2 separate regions of the Mus musculus genome follow, and region 2 is linked to region 1. Evidence: chromatin contacts called from public Hi-C data. All regions are on one chromosome and are shown on one strand. The core of a region is the stretch at or near the end of the contact, and the rest is flanking DNA. Distances in the headings are between cores, read along the strand shown. Region 1 has its middle 56 kb from the start of Gm19689. Region 2 has its middle 19 kb from the start of Pkdcc.

Evidence for each region. Hi-C and Micro-C count contacts between places; a contact is called where the count stands out from the background.
Region 2: a contact with region 1 is called in a Hi-C map of cerebellum, with 1.9 times the contacts expected there. The contact joins two enhancer-like sites. A contact is called at or near these places in 8 of 39 promoter capture datasets (the 3T3-L1 cell line, 3T3-L1-derived adipocytes, HPC-7-derived erythroid cells and 3 more), 2 of 15 datasets of contacts at CTCF or cohesin (the NIH/3T3 cell line and large pre-B cells), 40 of 484 Hi-C or Micro-C datasets (the 3T3-L1 cell line, the 4T1 cell line, the AML12 cell line and 29 more), 6 of 115 datasets of contacts at active chromatin or transcription factors (the HPC-7 cell line, embryonic basal ganglia, embryonic stem cells and 3 more) and 3 of 9 other capture datasets (adipose tissue, liver and pancreatic islet).

The regions. Positions count from the first base shown.
Region 1 is chr17:83,019,108-83,025,273 of GRCm38.p6, forward strand. No RefSeq gene overlaps it. Among named protein-coding and RNA genes, the nearest start is that of Gm19689, 56 kb to the right of the region's middle. Within about 2 kb of position 1,619, at least 17 of the 459 cell types and tissues checked have an H3K27ac peak or open chromatin away from gene starts, as enhancers often do. A contact at or near this core is called in cerebellum, where this site is marked.
Region 2 is chr17:83,231,682-83,237,325 of GRCm38.p6, forward strand. No RefSeq gene overlaps it. Among named protein-coding and RNA genes, the nearest start is that of Pkdcc, 19 kb to the left of the region's middle. Within about 2 kb of position 3,685, at least 10 of the 459 cell types and tissues checked have an H3K27ac peak or open chromatin away from gene starts, as enhancers often do. A contact at or near this core is called in cerebellum, where this site is marked.

The DNA of each region.
Region 1 (6,166 bases), core at 369-2,868:
CTCAAGAAAGAAAAGGAGATCCACAAGAGTGGGTACGTTGTGGTGGTTCGACTTCATCAAGAGCCGCACTGCACACAGCCTTCACTTAGGCCTCTCTGTAAGCATCGAGGGAGCTGAGGCAGAGTGTCAAGGGACTGTGACCAAATAGCCAATGAGGTGCAGGTTACTCAGACCCCTGTCCCAAAAGCTCCAAAGCCAGAACTGTCGGCCAGACGTTGTCAAATTTCCAAGATACTTCCCGAGTTCCCAGCCTCACATTTTTATCCCCATGATTAAGTCCTTCAGCTCAGCTAGTCCCCGCCCCTTCAGGCCTCATGAAGAGCACTCATCCATTAGGCCTGGCTACAGGAAGAAGGCACCAGAAGCTGTCAGCCCTGGAGAGGAAACAGAAGACTCTACTGTGCTTATGGCTGGTTTCCCACCAATATTTGGTTGGAAAACACGTAGGACATTTCAGCTCTTAACTGCATTGGTCCAGACAAAATTAAGCACTCTTTAGCATCAAGGGTTTAGAATTGGGAGGGGGCTGCTGCCAAATGTCCAGACAAGAGCAGAAGAAGATGCCTTGGCACTTGTATAGAGCCTCTCCAGACCACACGTCTGTGTTTGCCCAGATTGGCCCAGATGGCTTCTTCCCAACGCAGAAGGACCCAAGGCTCTGCACCCTTCCTTCTGGGCTCCTGGAGTACAACCCAGCTGTGGAGACCCGGCCTCTTCCCCTGGGGAGAAGAGCAAAGCAGAATTTTGACTGAGAAGCCATCCCAACACAACTGTTCCAGGCCACTCACCCCTAGAGCTTAGCAATCCCCCTGTGTCAGCACAGCCAGCCCCACGCACACCACAAACTACCATCTGCTTGCCCCTCTGCCCTTTCTTCCTGCCTAAGAGAACCCTGATTTTGGCTAGGATTGGTGCCTTTTAGAATGAGACAACATTTCCCAGACTCCTTAGAGTGAACGCTCTGGCCAGTGGGCTGTAAATGAAAGCATTGTGGAAGACTTGCTGGGAGACACAGTCAAGGCAGCCCCCTTCCTCCCTTCCTTTTCCCCTGCCTCATCCTGCTTCTCGCCTCTGGTGACAGTGGCAGTCTCAAACTAGAGCATCCGAGAAGAGATAAGAAAGGAAGCTTGGACCCTGATGACATAATGGAGCAGGCCCACCTTCAGACTTCTTTGATGTGAGACCATAAAACCCTTGTGTGGAGGAACCATTGTCTTTTTAAGATCGCTGCTATGTGCAGCCTGGCCTCGCTTAAGGGGCTGGCTCCTTAAGCCCCATTCACTTTTTATCTATTAAGAACTGAGTACAGGAATTAAAATCTATACTACCTTAACTTACTGCAGAAAAGTATGTCTGTACCTTGAACTATTCTTATGTCGACCAGCACAGTTTCACCTTAGGCTCTTGAAACATTTGGGGGGGGCGGGCAAAGCACGCAACAGCCTATCAAAGCTGCCCCCTGGCACGAGGTAGACATTCTGTTTGCCTGTGGAAAGAAAACGTTATTGTACAAAGGAAGAGCCTCGGTGAACACGCAGACACTGTTATATCTTCGTTGGTGGTCATGTTCAAGCCAAGCTCCAAGCTGAACTCTAACTAGCAGCTTCCTTTGAACCTAGGCCAGCCGCATGAGCGGTCTCGGAGGAGCGGTCAAATGCTCACAGCTGACTTGTGTTCCAAGCCACTAAGCCTCCAGGCCAGGTTCCTTCCATGGAGGAAAGCCAGCTGGCCCTGGTCTTGTAAGTCACTGGCAGTCCAACCCTCCCCATGCTGTTATGAGAGGGAAACCTTTGTCCAGGAGCAACGGTGCTCCAGCTGGAAGAGCCTCGGACCCCCAGAGGTGTTTGGGGGTGCTTGTTGAAACACAAACTACTGGACTCCACCCCCAGAGTTTCTGATTCTGTGGGTTTTAGGCAGATCCCAAATATTTGTAACACTCATAAATCCCGAAAAGGAACAGCTATTACCAGTCCACGGAGTGCACTGGGAGGGCCCTGTCCTGTGGGAAGAGGCATTTCTTCATTACCTTCTTTCTGACCTTGGGGGGATGTCCTAACCCAGGTGGTAGTCTCTCATGGCTGCCCTGAGAATACACATCCCGGCCCTTCCTCTCTCTTCCTAGTACAGGATTCCCCTCCACAGCATTCTCCCTCACTCCCCGAGCCAGCTCGTTCTGAAGTATCCCTTACAGAGGGAGAGATGGTATATTCTCCTGAATATATTAAAGCATGTTTTTTTGTAATAATTTTTATAAAAGAATAATGTTAAGGGGACAGACACGTTGGGAAATGACACTTGCTACGCCCGAGGCTCTGTAGAAGGTGTTCAATGAATTACTGTCACCATGTCGCAAACGTAAAACATGATCGGAAGCTCCTTTGCCTGGTGTAGTACCACTAGTCAGTGACAGACTCAGTTCTAGCCTAACCCTGGTCCAGAGCCTGCTCATCTAACTCTGCAGGCACGGTACTGTTTGGAAATGCTGCTAATTTGGGCCTGAAATTAGTAAATAAAGTAAAAATACTTACTGCGCAAGCAGTGGCTGTGGGAATACACACACACATACACACACAAAAATAAATAAAGTTTTTAAAATATACTATTAATTTTTCAATTCGACTCAGACTTATTTCTCATGAAGGATGATTCTGCCCTGAGGAGAGAAAAATCTGGACGCTTCAAGGGGTGCCCCTTACTTTTTCAGTGCCAAGCACAGACTGACATGCAGTGTGTAACAGATTTGCAGTTCGTCTGTGGCACTAAACACCCGTGGATGGCCCAGTCAGGAACAGTTGTCTGAAAAGGCTTCTTACAGGGATGATAATCAATAAAGAGAAAATTAATAAACACAGCGTTCAAGCCTCCTGGCCAAGAGCCGGTGCGTCAAGAGAGTAAGCCCCGACTTACACAGCTCTCAAGGTTTCTTCAGGGAGCAAACCTGTCACCAAGGCCAGTGACAACACCTGCAATCTGTCCCCCGGGGGTGTCCCAATGAAGCCACTGTGAAAGGTGTTGTAGAATGTGAAGAGATGGTCTTCTCGGTGACATTTTGGGAGTATAACATTGATGCTTATACTCTGTTCCTGTCACCTTCCTGCCCGCCCCTCACTCTCTGGCTGGTCCCCTTTGTCCCCTCAGATGTTCCCCCTTCACAACACACGTGTCCCATGGCTCTCTTCTGCTCCCTACAGCTCTCTCTCTCTTCAGACCTCCTTCTCTGCTCCCATGGTTCCCTTCCAGCTTCCACACAGACACAAAATTCTTTATCCCCCACATGATATAAAACACGTACTATTTATTTTTCTGAGTCCAACTTATTTTGTCTAACATGATTCCTAATTTTGTCCATTTCTCCATGGATGTCATACTTTCATTTTTTTTTACAGTTGCATAAAATTCCACTGTGATGAATACCATATATTTTTATACATTTATCTGTTAATGGGACCTGGGTTAGTTCCATATCTTGTCTATTATAAATGGTGCCTCAATAAACAAGGCTTCCCTGGTATCTCCTGGGCAGCGGTGCAGCCCCTCTGTTGAGCCGTCTCCACACTAATCCCCATGGCTACCACAGTTTATTTCCCATCAGCAGGAATAAGGGTTTCTCTTGCCTGGGGTCCCCTCCAGCATCCACCCTTCTCTAAATTCTTAATGATAGTCACCCAATACAGAGTGCGATGTAATTTCAAAACCATTTTAATGTACATTTCTCTCATGACTAAGGACATTCACCTGTTTTCAAAGATGCATTGCCCATTTTTATTTCTTCCTTTGAGAAATGTCTAATTGATGAGGCCATCGATAGAATGGGTGACTTTGGTGTCTTGGGTATTAGCCTTTTTAAAGTCTTTATACAGTCTAGATATTGATTCTTAATTGAATGTATAGTCCGCAAAGATAAGACCCACTCCGCAGTCACTCTCTCCTCTGCTTAATGGCTCCCTTTGCAGGACCGATGCTTTTTAATTTCATGCAGTCCCATTTGTCACTTCTTGGGGTTATTCCCAATGTTGCCGGTGTCCTTTCCAGACATCCCTTGCCTTGCCTAAGTATTTTATTTACATTTTCTTCCATTGGTGCTGGAGTATGAGGCCTTATGTTATAGCCTTTGATGCTTTTTGAGTTGATTTCTGTGCAGGAGGAGAGCCACTCTTACTTCATTCTCTTAGATGTGGAAGCCCAGCTTCCCCACACCATCTATTGGAGAGTCCATCTTTCTCTCCAATATATGATTTTAATAGACATAGAAACTGAAATTTGGAAACAACAACTGTCACACTACATTTAATACTGAGCAAAACTGTGGCATATATCTGTAGACAAAGTAAGGACAGAGTCAGTCTCCTATTTCTGTGAGGAGACACCATGAACATGGCTACTATTATAAAGGCCTTTGATCGGGGCTGGCTGGCATTTCAGAGGTTTCATCCATTATCGGCGTGCCAGCTAGCACGGTAGGAAGCATGCCAGCACAGAGGCAGGCAGAGAGAGAACCACTGGCTTGAGCATGTGAAAACTCAAAGCCCACCATCAGTGACACACCTCCTCCCGCATAGCCACACCCACTACAACAGGGCCACGCCTCCTAATAGTGCCACCGCCACCACCACCGCCGCCGCCGCTGCCGCTGCCCCCTGGTGACCAAGCGTTCACATCTATGAGCCTATGGGGGCCGTTCTATTCAAACCACCACACTGTCTCTGTCCCAGGGTTGAGCAGATGAAGTGAGCGAGCCCCCGAGGCTTCACTGGAGGTGGAAGGGTCTGAGCTGCAGGGGGTGACTCCCAGCAGTGGCTTGGCAGCTCTGTTTCTTAGGACAGAAGCTTTTTTAATGTGTGCCTTGGGCAAAATAGATCCGTGAATGAGAAACCAGAGACCTAAGAAGGCCTGGGCTTCAACTGAGCCAAGCAGCAAACTCCTGGAAAACCTCTGGAGTAACCGCATGTGCCGATCGCACTCCAGACCCATGGGGCTGCACTGTGTGTGACCTAAGAACGGTGACCCAGATGCATAAGCAGAGGAAAGATTTCACAACCCAACCTTACATCAACAGTCTCCTGATACAGCACAAAGCACCCAATATGACCACTGAAACTTTCATTTGGGGGAGGCAGAAGGGGACTTGAAACAAGGTCTCACACTGGCCACACTGGGCACTTTGTGTAGCCCATGCAGGCCTTGGACTTATTATAATCCTCCTGTCCCAACATCCTGAGCACTGGCATCACAGGCAAGAGCCACCTCAGCCATCATCTAATGAAGTAGTCTTGCCAATGATGTCTAACCTGAACCTGGTCGAGAGAAAACAGCCCGGCACCTCCCAACTGGGGGACATTCTAGAATACATCTGGCCTGAACTCATCAAGAAAGGCAATTTCATTCTCAAAAAAAAAAAAAAATCAAAGTGGGTGAGGCAGTTTACACAAAAGACACCGAGAAGACTAAATTCAACGCATAAACTCTGATTAAAGCTCGGACATAAAACACATACAAATATTTAAGGAGAGGATAAGTGGGGTAATGCGATATTAAAATGTGGATCAGATGTTGTTAAGCTGTTGAAATCCTTGTTGTGGTAGTAATACTGTGGCTTGATAATTGTTTATACAAAGCATCTGCTAAATATTTAAGAGTCAAAGTGTTAAGATTTCTGCCAATTTTTTTTTCTCAAATGGCTCAGGATAAAAGAAATGCAGAGGACAGACGAGGGAACTGTGGTAACAATGGTAACAGTGGGTAAATCTCAGAGGGGACGGCGGCTACACAGTCACCCCTCTCTCTCTCTCCTTGCCTAGCCTCAGCTCACGTGACCGACACGTGACCAACATGCAACACCCTCAGCTCATGCTGCCCTTTGAAGTCTTCTGCAATCTGGACATCTCAGCTGGCTGTGTAGACGCACACCTGAGACACCTTAACCTTCCTTTCCTTTTGGGGTCCTGAAGTCCCCAGACTAGCGCATCACCGACTTCGGGGAGCGCACAGTCTAGAAGTTTCTGATCCTGAGGGTTCAGAATTCACATTTCTTTTTGAAGATTTATTATGATGTGTGGTACACACGCGCCTATGTGCACAGGTGCCCTTTAGGACCAGAAGAGGACGTCAGACCTTCCCTGGGGCTTGAGTGACAGGCAGTCGTGAGATTTGTATGCTGGGAAAGAGT
Region 2 (5,644 bases), core at 2,435-4,934, 210 kb after region 1:
GGGTTCGCTCAAGTGCGCTTTAATCCTGCCCTTAGCGATCCCTGGCCTACTCCCTGGCTTTCACGCTGGTGGGCGGTTTCCCAGACAGGCCGCTGGTGTCTCGGGTTCTTCGCAAAGGAGTCAACCACAAGAAAAGCATCTAACTTTGTCGTGCCTCATCGTGAGAGCGGTCTCTTCGTTTATGGGTCACGAGGAGTCGTTGGGTACAAGAAAGGCAAATAAATAAAATCCCACCATGTGGTTGGCTTTCCACGGCTTAGGGATTTAAAGTGCTGCGTTCATCTGAACTTGTGCAGGAGGCAGTGCAAGGCTATCTGTATCCCATTTCATTTAATGGTACACTGCTTTGTTTACACCATTCTCCGGGCTGTATATAGGATATAAATTGACCTCAATGATCTGATCTTGTCTCGTCATTTTTTTTTTCTGCTGTCAATAAAAAATTTTAAAGGCAGCTCTTTTTCTAAGAAATGACTGTTGCACTCAGGGTTCCGAAGTGTTGTAATTGGAAAGGACAGTCTGCCTCCTATCTCAGTCCCCTGTATCTTCTCCTACCAGCCTTTGATGCTATGAGGCGTCTCCCGACTCCATTGTTGACCCACACAGCATTGTGCGGTTATTAAAACTAGTTTCTTCTTTAAATGTAAACATCTCCTGAGCATATTTAGTACTGTTTGACTTGAGTGTCAGGATATTGCTAATCTTAGAATGAACTTTCTATACTGAAATTACATACATATATATGTGTGTGTGTGTGTGTGTGTGTGTGTGTGTATGTATATGTATATGTATAGGTATATGTATGTATATATATCCCACAATCCTGCTGAAATGACCCCCCCCCCCAATAGTCTTTCCAACAATTTGCTGAGATGAAGAGATTTCCACAGGACATTTTTGGGTTAGAAAGTTCCGGGTTAAGAAACTTTGAGTCTCTGGCCCGGCAGTGGTGGCACACGCCTTTAATCCCAGCACTTGGGAGGCAGAGGCAGGTGGATTTCTGAGTTCAAGGCCAGCCTGGTCTACAGAGTGAGTTCCAGGACAGCCAGAGTTATACAGAGAAAACCTGTCTTAAGAAAAGAAAAGAAAAGAAAAGAAAAGAAAAGAAAAGAAAAGAAAAGAAAAGGAAGAAAAGAAAAGAAAGAAAAGAAGGAAAGGAAAGGAAAGGAAAGGAAAGGAAAAAAAAGAAAAGAAAAGAAAAGGAAAAGAAAGAAAAGAAACGTTGAGTCTCAAGTCTTTATAGAGTCCAACTGTGCTACTTATGAAAATACAGGCTGATGGCAGCACATGCTTTTAATCCTAGCACTCAGGAGGCAGAAGCAGGCAGATCTCTGTCAGTTCAAGGCCAGCCTGGTCTACAGAGTGAGTTCTGGGACAATACACAGAGAAGCCCTGGAGAGAGAGAGAGAGAGAGAGAGAGAGAGAGAGAGAGAGAGAGAGAGAGAGAGAGAAAGGAAAGAGAGGAAGAGAGAGAGGAGGGAGAGGGAGAGGGAGGAGAGGGAGAGAGGGGACTGAGAGAAGAATGCAAACTTTAAGAAGAGTTAAATGTTGGGCTAGGGATGTGGTCATTTGGTGTTTGTGTGGCCTGCACAAGGCTGAACTCAGTCTCTAGCATAGCATACACTGCGTAGTGGCCCACACCTGCAATCTCAGCACATAGGAGATAGAGGCAGGAAGATCGGGAGTTGAAGATCAATTTTAACCATATAGGGAGTTTGAAGCCAGTCTGGGCTATGTGAGATCCTGACTCAAAAGAAAACACACAAGAAGATTCAAACATGCCTAGATGTTTCGTGCAATATTATCTAGAATCACAAAAATGAGTGTTATGTAACAATATGAGAAAATACATAAATTAAAGAGATAAATGAATGAGATAGGAGGCAAACCTAGGCTTTTCCAGTGGTGGAAAAATGAACATAAAAAAGGATGGAAGGAAGCCAGGCAGTGGTAGCGCAGGCCTTTAATCCCAGCACTTGGGAGGCAGAGGCAGGTGGATTTCTGAGTTCGAGGCCAGCCTGGTCTACAGAGTGAGTTACCCTGTTTTGAAAAACCAAAAAAAAAAAAAAAAAAAAAAAAAAAAAAAAAAAAAAAAAAAAAAAAAAAAAAAGATGGAAGGAAATACAGAGGACCAGAACTTCTTTATAATATTTTCTTCATTTTCAATTGTTTCATGTCTGCTACATCATTTTACTTCTTCTTATTTATGTTAACCTACAATGAGTTTCACTGTGGCATTTCAAACTTACACGTCACTATCTTTGTAATAATGTTTTTAGTAAAAACACCCAATTATTAGTTGTAGTGGGTATTGGAAACAGAGCCTCATGTCTGCAGCTCACACAGTCTACTACTGAGCTGTATAACAATCGGGGAGGCTGGGGTACTTAGATAAGAGTTTCGCTGTAGTGAAGAAATAGTTTGATCTCTGTACCAAAAGTGGGACCAAAATCTCTCATTCTAGTATATGACCTTTCTGTAAACTGAAATCTTAGCAAGCCACTCCCACTAATTATCTAGTCCATAAGAATCACTTAATAGAGGAGTTGAACTCACATGTAACTACGGGAGCCAGCAGGCACTGACTCAGCAGGTCAGGCCCACCTAAACAATGCAGAGCTGAGCTCCAAAGGCATATTAGAGGATCCAGTGTGTGTGTGTGTGTGTGTGTGTGTGTGTGTGTGTGTGTGTGTGTGTGTGTGTAAGAGTGTGTGGGTTTATGTATTATGTGTATTTATTGTATTGTGAGTGTATGTGCATGTGAGTGTATATGTGTATATGTGTTGTGTATGTGAGTTGTGTTGTGTGTGTGTGTGTGTGTATTGTGTGTATGTGTGAGTGTGTGTATATGTGTGGTATGTGTATTTTGTGTGTGTGTATGAGTATGTATGTATTGTGTGTATGTGTGAGTGTGAGTATATATGTGTATATGTGTTGCGTGTGTTGTGTGAATGAATATGTATGTGTATGGTCCTGTTGTGAGACTGTATGAGTTTATGTATTGTGTGTATATATGTAGTGTGTGTGTGAGTGTGTGGATGTAAGTGTATATGTATTGTGTATATATGTGAGTATGAGCGTGTATGTGTTGTGTGTATGTATTGTGTGTATATGTGAGTGTGAGCATGTATGTGTGTTGTGTGTGTGTGTTGTGTATATATATATGTGAGTGTGTGTATGTGTTGTGCCTGTTGTATGTATGCTGGGTGTCTTCTTTCTTTTCTTTTTAGTTATATATATGTGGGTCATGGGGTATGTACACAGAAGTGCAGGTGACTGAGGAGACCAGAGATGTCAGGTTCCCCTAGACCTGAAGCTACAAACAGAGCCCAAGTGTGGGTGGTAGGATCCAAAGTCAGGTCCTCTGAAAAGCAAGACACACTCTTGACCACTGAACGGTATTTCCAGCCCCTCTCTATGACTTCCAATCTTTGTGCTTTGAGTCATTAATTGCAGTTTAAAATTAAAATAAGATAAAGACATTTGTAGATCAAGCTAGGCATGTCTACAAGTTGCAGGTAGCCAGCTGACGGCCAGTTCATAAACTCCAGCATAAAAACCATCTCAGAAGTTCCAGCCAGCTGCCTTCTTTCCAGGCACCCGGGCAAGCAACCTCCTCTCCCATGAAACCGCCGATGATTCTTGGCTCGCCCTTCCGCTAGCCCTGAGATACTGCCACCTGCTTGATGAGGGTGATGAAGCGTGGAAGTCCTCAGACTCAAAAAGGCTTGTGAATCTGTCCTTGGCTGGAAACAGTTCTCCTGCCAGAATGTGAAAGCTGGCAACATTTTTGGTATTAATTTGTTCCTCCGTCTGTCGCTTACATTAAGTGTGGCTTTGAGGAATGGATCTGATGCTGTTCAAATATGCCCAATTTCATCTGCAAGCCGCTTCACAGTTGTCAGATGGTGCCAGCCAGTCCAGGGCCCTGTTTCCAGATCGTCAATCAGACTTCAGCAATCAATGTATTTATCACTGTCCACTCCAGCACCACTGCCCTTCCTGGCACCTGTGACCAGCTTCAGAGGACCAACGTCCAAGTGTGGCTCTTGGGTAGAAGTGTGGCTCAATGGTGGAGTGCTTACCTAGCATGCCAAGGGCCCTGGGATCCTGACTACTTCTGAGCTGAGTCTGCTTTTGATCTCAAAAGATCTAGGCGAGCTCTCCATCTCTGGAAGGTGACTTCCTGTCAGTGACCACATAGATTTCCCAGTGTTCTTGGATCGTTGGTATTTGACCCTAGACTTGCAAGCATAGTTGACACCCCAGAACTTGGTCCCTGATCTGACCCCACTAAGTCAGTGCTGTCCCCACTGTTATGACATGCTAAATTACATCAGCAGGCTAATTTAAGATCTTGGGTATGAATCGATTAGTTATTCACCAATCAATAAACAAATGAGTTTAAAGCCCCTTCAGCTTCTCTGTAATGATCCACCCCTTTCGGCTCCATTCAGGACCCATTGTGGCCACAAATGCCGCGTATTAGTTCTTAGTTTATTTTGGGCACTGCAGATGCTTCCAGATGTTTAATTTTAACGTGAGGAGAATAACACTACCCTTGTGGTTAGGGGAGAGACGGAAGAGCTCAGGACTGTGGGGTTGAAAAGCCCCTCCACGACTCAGCCCCTATGGCTCCCACCCCCTCCCCTGCAGTTGTGGCCCAACCCCCACCCATATTGCCAAGTCAGCAGATCCGTACTCTTCCAAGCATGAAGGGTCTTGCAGCCTCCAGAGCCCAGCCACAGAACACATGGCCCACCATGTGGGGCACACGTGTGTAACTGAGGTCACGCCTGGGCTCAACCAGCCCACGCGGCTCTGGGATGGAGGCTCAGTGCACAACCCCTTTCTCACCTTGATCTTTACAACACCCACCTCCTTTGTTGACAAGGTGAAAAGAAAAGAAAGAAACCCTTTGGATGATTTGGATTTTCTGTAGAAGATAACTTCTCATACTTAGAAACACAGCAGATCCTAAGGCTGACCTCAAAGCCCAACAGAACCTTGCCCATCCGAAGTCATGCCCGTGTCTCCTGGTCCTGTCATGCGTGCAGGACTTTCTGCCAAGGGGGAACTAAAGCTAATAGCAGAGGCCAGGATGACATCTCGGTTGAAAGGCTTCCAAAGTACAGCAAGCAGCTATCTCCAACCTAAACAAATCCTTGGAAGGAAATCGTCACATCCTGCATCACCTTCAACCTGTCTCTAGTTCTCAATAGCAGGGGACGCTACTCATATGTCCGCCCATGAGTCTGTTTTGGTCCATCCTCCTTACCATCATGGACTCTAATAACCTGGAACACCTTCTCCCTTTCCTTTTTCTTTCTTGGTGCCAGGAAACAGGACCCAAAAAGGAAAGGTCCTACCTAACCAGAGCATGGTCCAAATCAGCTCTGAGAGACAGGAGGAGCAAGAGGCTCTCCCGCAGCCCAGCCCAGCCCAGCCCAGCCCAGCCCAGCCCAGCCCAGCCCAGCCCAGCCCAGCCAGGGACCTGGGGACAGACCCATGCTCACTAACAGGACTTATGAGTATTTCTGAGTTGGCTTCAGCCTACCTGCTGGATTCTTCTAGGAATGCCTAGAGAAGACATATCCCCAATCCCCACACCATCCATCCCAAATTCAGCAGAGACTGAGAGCCA